Regions from separate parts of the Mus musculus genome. Here region 2 is linked to region 1. The links are chromatin contacts, called in public Hi-C maps. All regions are on one chromosome and are shown on one strand. The core of a region is the stretch at or near the end of the contact, and the rest is flanking DNA. Distances in the headings are between cores, read along the strand shown.

Evidence for each region. Hi-C and Micro-C count contacts between places; a contact is called where the count stands out from the background.
Region 2: a contact with region 1 is called in a Hi-C map of stem cell-derived motor neurons, with 2.4 times the contacts expected there. The contact joins two enhancer-like sites. A contact is called at or near these places in 1 of 484 Hi-C or Micro-C datasets (stem cell-derived motor neurons) and 2 of 115 datasets of contacts at active chromatin or transcription factors (astrocytes and embryonic forebrain).

The regions. Positions count from the first base shown.
Region 1 is chr4:82,343,106-82,346,606 of GRCm38.p6, reverse strand. The region is part of intron 6 of Nfib (nuclear factor I/B); the gene reads left to right. Among named protein-coding and RNA genes, the nearest start is that of Nfib, 160 kb to the left of the region's middle. Within about 2 kb of position 1,611, at least 74 of the 459 cell types and tissues checked have an H3K27ac peak or open chromatin away from gene starts, as enhancers often do. A contact at or near this core is called in stem cell-derived motor neurons, where this site is marked.
Region 2 is chr4:82,944,188-82,947,407 of GRCm38.p6, reverse strand. All of the region lies in intron 24 of Frem1 (Fras1 related extracellular matrix protein 1), which reads left to right. Among named protein-coding and RNA genes, the nearest start is that of Gm33260, 22 kb to the right of the region's middle. Within about 2 kb of position 1,632, at least 33 of the 459 cell types and tissues checked have an H3K27ac peak or open chromatin away from gene starts, as enhancers often do. A contact at or near this core is called in stem cell-derived motor neurons, where this site is marked.

The DNA.
Region 1 (3,501 bases), core at 362-2,861:
ATTTAGTTACACCTCACTGAATCTACTGAGGAGCTAGCTGACATCCCTGGAAAGGACTAGAGCAATCCTTTTAACGCAAGATGAAGAGTGATGCACCTCATGGTTTTTCCTCTGCTTCTGCTTACTCTCATGGCACCACATCTGGTTGTATTCTAATGCCCAGTAATTTAACGGACTGATGATTTACTTGGACATTTGAATTTTTTTTTTCCTTGAGACACTGTCTCTGTCTCCCAAGTGCTAGGCTTCGTGCTTGGTTACTTGATACCTTCAAATCATAACGCATCAGGATCATTTGTTCCTCCTGTTCAACTAGCCATGGCTTTATCTAAGCCTGAGTGTAAAATGATCCAATAATACACTTGTAATACAGAGTTGAAAGTTTCTGAATGGAAAATATAATGGCTCCTCAATCTGATAAATAATAAGGCAATCTGTAATTTTAGATAAAATAGCAACTTAAAAGGACTCTTCGTGCAGTTAAACTTTAGGATTGAGATAATTAGGCTCATTCAACATTTATCAGAGTCTTATCATATGACAAGGATTTTTATAGATATTGGGCACACAAATATTATTAAGTTAGAATATTATTAAGCTCTGGTCCTGCTAAACAGAAAAATAATTGTTATTTATTAAAAGGGGCTTTATCAAAAATAAGTAAAGTGAGTGACAAGGGACTATCTTTATGCTTTGAAACCAACTCACTTCTGAAGCACCGTGAGCTATAAATCTTTACATAAAATCAATAAGACAGCACCTTAGAAAAGTTGTCCCAAGCTATATACTGATTTGCCATTAGTTAGAATTTTAAATTTAACTCTTGAGACCACGTAGACATCATGTTCCGATTACAGCAAATTCTTGGAAATATAGTTACTAAGTTTTTAAAAATATTCAACAGCAGACAATGCAGCTCCATGGTAGATAGAGTGCCAGCTGGGCATGTACAAAGATCTTGGGTTCCATTCCCAGCAGCACGCACACACGCACGCACGCACGCACGCACGCGTGCACACACACACATCCTGTTCTATAAAGAACTCTCTGCAGCACATCTTTCTGAAGTTTTGTATATTTGTACGTTCATGCCACTAACTTTGCGAATATTTTCCTCAGTGAAATAGTCTCTCCTGTGCTAACCTTCAGTTTGTACTGTCTAACGCTCTCTGAGGGATAGTGGTAGCCCTCAACAAATGGATTCAAGCAAAGGACCCGCAGGAAAAGTGGGAGCTAGAGATGAACGTTGTCTCTTGAGTTAAAGAAGAAATAAGTAAGGGTACCTGGAGTGAGGTACCATGTGAGAGAAACAGATTCAAGACCAGTACCACTTAATGTGAGTTTGGGAAGTGTTCCTAGACATGCTAGATATGAGTGGTCTACTAAGTTTGGAAAGTTCTGGTTTAACTCAGCTCAAACTCTTTTCTTTGCTGACTGAATATGTAGAGTATTAAATATACTGTTGTGTGCTGTTGCTTTCCGGGAGAGGCTGCTGACTTGATTAGCATGCTTATTGTGTGTGTGAGTTCAGAAGCCTCCCTCCCCCACACTAGGGAGGAGTTAGAGGGAGCATTAAGTCCAAACTTTGGGCAAGTGCCAGAACGCAGACTTTCTGTTTGATGAAGGCTGGAATCTCAAGGTTTCTGTGGGCTTGGGAGCTGAGTGAGCCCACAGCTTTCATGCTTGGCTGGGTAGCTGTTCCCCGAGAGTCATTAACGTTAAAAGCAGTCCTGGAGAAGGCAGGGGGTGACCTGGCAGGCAAAACTTACCAGCTGCCTCTGGGGACCCACTGACCACCAGTTCTGTTATGTTCTTGGAGTAGGCATCACCACAATCAAATAGCAAATCTTCAAGTATCAATTTCTTTTAACGTGAAAAGTAAAAACGGAGCTAACATCCTTTGATGGGATAAATGTGCATAGGAGCGGGTTGGAATTTAATGTATAAGCCCAGTTTTAAAGCTTCCTTCAACTTCCTGAGAAAGTATCCGAAGACAGGATTTGTAGCTGAGTGCCTTCTCCCCCCACCTCACTCCATGCCACTTTGGTATCAGAAAGCCAACCTCAGAGCCCCCCACCATGTCTGGATTATTTCCATCATCTACACTGCTGAGGGTGGAAAAAAATGAAAAGAAAAGAAAATCACATGACCATCTTCCAAACAGAAAGGAGAACAGTAAATTGTTCCTGAAGGCTCTCGTTAGAGTTCCTCTTGTTGCCTGCTAATTAACAGATATCTGTCTGCCTTTCATGTGCTTGAATGGAGACCGGCATGTTGGGTGGGGCAAGCTTGTGCGCGTGTTCCAAGGGCCCATACTGGCTAATATGGAAAAGTTGAGCTCTGGTTTCGTACTCTGGAAACTTAATGATTTAAAAGCACCAATTTTTCAGGGAAAAAAAAAACCCTAATACATAATTAGTTCCAAATAATAACAGCTGTTTGATAACGCAATGAAACAGATGAAAATTGGCAAGTAGGAGCCCCAAAGACGCTGAGTCCTGGGGTATCTCGCAGAGTTCTACGGCATAGTCAAACTGTATGCTTTAACTTGGTTTACGTGTTGATTTACAGTTGAAGCTGGAGAAGTTTGGAAAGTCAGAGTAACTGGACTAGCAATAACCTACACAGTGAGAACTTGATTTTCTAGACAGATCACAAGGTGCTGCAACCCTTGTGCATTATTCAAGAGAACTGGACAGGGCCAGTTTCTCTCCAGGTGATAGGCCTTGCTCAGGGGGAAGAGACCCAGCCTTTCCCTCACAAGTCTCCTCAGGAAGAGAGTTTTTCTGGAGAGCTTCATCGATGATCCTGTTAGGCCTTATAGAATAAAACAAGAGAATGAAAATGAATCTGTGCATTTCTCAGGGTTCTGAAAGAATTCTCAGAACACAATTGTTATATATAAGATATACAAATACACGTGCCTAAAACCAAATTATGAGGGCTGGGATTAGAGACTTTTGCCTGAAAGTATCACAAGTGAAGTGGTTTTGAGGAGTAAATGTGAGGAATCAGGGGTGCAGGGGTGACTGGCTACAAACCTGAAGGGTCCACTACCCTGTGTAAACTGACAATGCTCTGCCAGTCTTGCATTTTATATTTTCTAGCAATTAGAGAATATGCTAAGTAAATCATGCTGTTTGCTTATACATACTTCTAAGAGTTTCTTAACAGGTTTCTTAACACATGATACCGTTATTAGTTTAACTCAGATACGCTCTGAGGTTAAGACACCATAATATATTAAAGGTTCTCCTTTTGAGTAAAAATTTCAACTTGGCTGCTAAATGTTTTATTTTCAAGTACCTGTTTATCCTTTACCAAATACCCCCTCCTTCTCTCAGTAATTAAAGAGAGCACGTACATTTAAAGTATGCATACCTAAGAAAGGCAAGCTTCTGTTTTTATTTGGGCCTATCATTTATTGAGCACTTAATACCTGTTGGATGCTGAGTTTAAAATAGCTTTAAATGCCTTTAGAAAATTCCCACCTCTGGTCCA
Region 2 (3,220 bases), core at 383-2,882, 600 kb before region 1:
ACTAACTGGACCTTCACTTCATTTTGTTTCTTGATATTCTGTTTTCTGTTTGATTTTACATACTGGGTTTCTTCAGCAGAAGTTTGTGGGGAAGCTCCTCTTGTCCAAATATCCACGTTGTTACCTTGGTCAGGGCACTAGACACTCTGTATGTCTTTCTTCCAAGCCTCTAGCCACCATTTTGAGAGAGATGCGATTGTTACCAGTTTGTGCACAGAATCCTAAATTTGAGAGACAAAGGCATTGCCCAATTGACGTAACAACTGTGCATCAGGACTTCCTTGGGAACTGAGAGTTTATTACAAAAGAAGTATTCTTTGCACTATACCTTTATCTTAGCAAAAATTAGTGGAGACTCTGTTTGTGCGAAGGAAGCCCTTCAATGTGTCATTCTGATCTGGGGCCAGCAGTTTTACATATTTATAATGGAAGAGCCTCGCATCTGCCCGAGATCCACATTTTAATCTTGTCATTTCGCTCACCCAATCAAGAGCTGCCGTGTTGTTTGTCAGGTGGCTCTAAACCAAAGCCGAGTGCCTGTTTTAATGAAAGTGTGATCATGGTGCGTTTTAAAAATTAAATATATGCAACCAATCTAATCACCCAAATTTATGTTGCTTGCTGTTAAATTTGGCACGGAATTTGGCTGGGTAAAAGAGATGAATTCTATGGTAGAGAATTTTCCCTCTTTCTCTTTTTTAATGTAGGATGTGGCAGCATTAATTAAATAGGGTTTAATGGTTGAATTTTACCTTCTGCAAAAATATTTTGTGAATCATAAATTTCCCCCGCATTGTTTGGTGCTGCTGGCCTGGAAGAGAGATTTGGCAGCCCACTCTAGGACAGATGACATGGAGCGATTAGCAAGCTGACTTCAGCTGCTGGCGGCTGGGTTCTGAAAGAACATGTTAATATCCTCCATTTTGACATGCCGGCTGGACTTTTTTTTTTTTTTTTCCTGAGGAGCTGGCACTATTTATGACTCCATTTTTATCTTTTAAATGCCATGACAGATGGTAGATTCTTCAGCCAACTCTATTGCCAGGAAATGCAGAAAGCTTGACAGCATTGTGGTAATGGTAAAATCAGACCAGGCAGACACCCCTAGACAAACCTGAAGTCATCCCCCAAATTTTCTGAGAGTGCTGGTCATTCTGGCTGCATCCTTTTTCAGGGGGCTGGGAGGGAATGGAAGGAGGGAGTAACAAGGGAAATCAAACAAAATGGACCTGCGAACAGAGCTAATGCTCCGCACGGCAGCCCTCCTCACCTCAGGGTGGACACCACTGACTTTCAGAATATGTTTGCAGGGTTGTGAAGGCAGGCACACGGGTGAGTCTCTCTCTTTGCTTCCATTTTGCGGGCAGGAGTTCTGCTGACCTTGTTTTGTGACTGTGCTAGCTTTATTCTGATGGGAATCCAAGCAGAACCATTCGCTCTGTCTCTCACCCTAGTGGAGGCTTCTCTGCCAGTGAGTAGCTTTCATCATTACTCACAAAAGTGGGATGGTGCATTTGATCCAGTCATGTTTAGAAATCACATCTTTTTTCATCCCTGACTTATTAGCTTTAGGTCAATGCAGACAGCTGCTTCAGTGTCCCAGCTGGGAGCACTGGCCTCAGTAAATGTATTTCTTACTCTTCCATGGTCCCTGGCCTGATCACCCTCATTCCCATCTGTCACATGGCACATTGCCTATTTCCCAGGTGGTCAGATTCCCCAGCATCAGGCGGGGAGGGGTGTGGGAAGGACAGGATGGGTCAGGAGACGATTTCAGTGTCCTCTAAGAGGTCGTGTGTGGCCCTGACACTGAGCTTGAAAGACCTGTTTTCAAAGGACTGAGTCTCCGGTCAGATATTAAAAATGGCCACCTTGGAACATCCAGCTAGTCACCTGGGCTCACACTAGCTCTTGATTTGTCTCACTTCCTTTTAATTTCTTCTTCCTTGTTAGCTGATATTTGACAGCCTTTTAATAGAGGCACAAATTCTTTAACTCTACAAGTAAGGCTAATATTAAAAATGCAGATCATGAGGGTGAGGAGATGGCTTAGCTGGTAGAATGCTTGCCATGCAAGGGTGTTGGCACACATCCGTAACCCCAGAACCAAGAACCAAGGAGGTAGACACAGGCACATTCCTAGGGCTCACTCTTTGCCCACTGCTGCCGAACTCATGAGGTCCAGATTCAGTAAAAGACCACATCAACAAACAAACAAACAACCATAAGAGCAATCAAGGGAGACACCTGATGTCAACCCCTGGCCTACACACATGTACACACACATACACATGCACACACAAACACACACATGCACCTGCATACACAAGGGTGCACACTCCACAGGGACACACACGTACACATGAAATAAAGTTTAAGAAAATTATAAAATTATAAATTATAAAATTATAAAATGGCATGCCTTTTAGCCTACATGGCTGCTGAGTTCCTGATAACTAATTTAAACTCCCCCAGAAAGCACATTTGATGTTGGGATGTGGTAGGGGACAGAGAGTCACTTCATTTGAGAAGAGGTTTGGGCAGGATGGACAGTGTGAAGCGTATGTCAGAGATGTAAATGGGAGAAGAGGCCTTGGAGATGTGTGTGTGTGTGTGTGTGTGTGTGTGTGTGTGTGTGTGTGTTCGTGAGCACACACGAGCGTCTCACTTCTTTCATGTGTCACTTCGGGTCACTAGATAGAGCTACAAGAGGGGAGCCTGTGCTGATATCACAGGGAAGAAGAGAATGAAGTCAGTCCTGTGAAGATCCTTGCCAGAGACAGAGCCAAGTGCTGCCCCTCAGAGTGCTTCCCCACTCTGAGGTCACTTCGACGCTGTCCACAAAGTCTGAAGAACACACACATAGCTCTTTAAGTGCACTTGATTTTTTTCATCAAAATTATCTGATGATACTTCATGTTCAGCCAAAGAAAATTTCCAATTTGTATAGAACTTATACATCAGAGAAAATATGATTGCTGATTTTATATATATATATATATATATATATATATATATATATATAATTTCCAGAACAATTCAGTATCTTTCTTCAAACTGTGCATACCAATGCTCCCGGGAAAATCACATTGTTTACAAACTTAGATTAGGGATATGTGAAAGTTTTAAACTTTATTCCATTTAGCTATTTCAACGTTGGGAACACCAATTGCTATTCTATGTGTCACATCTTATTTTCCTTGAAGACAGTCTTTGTGGC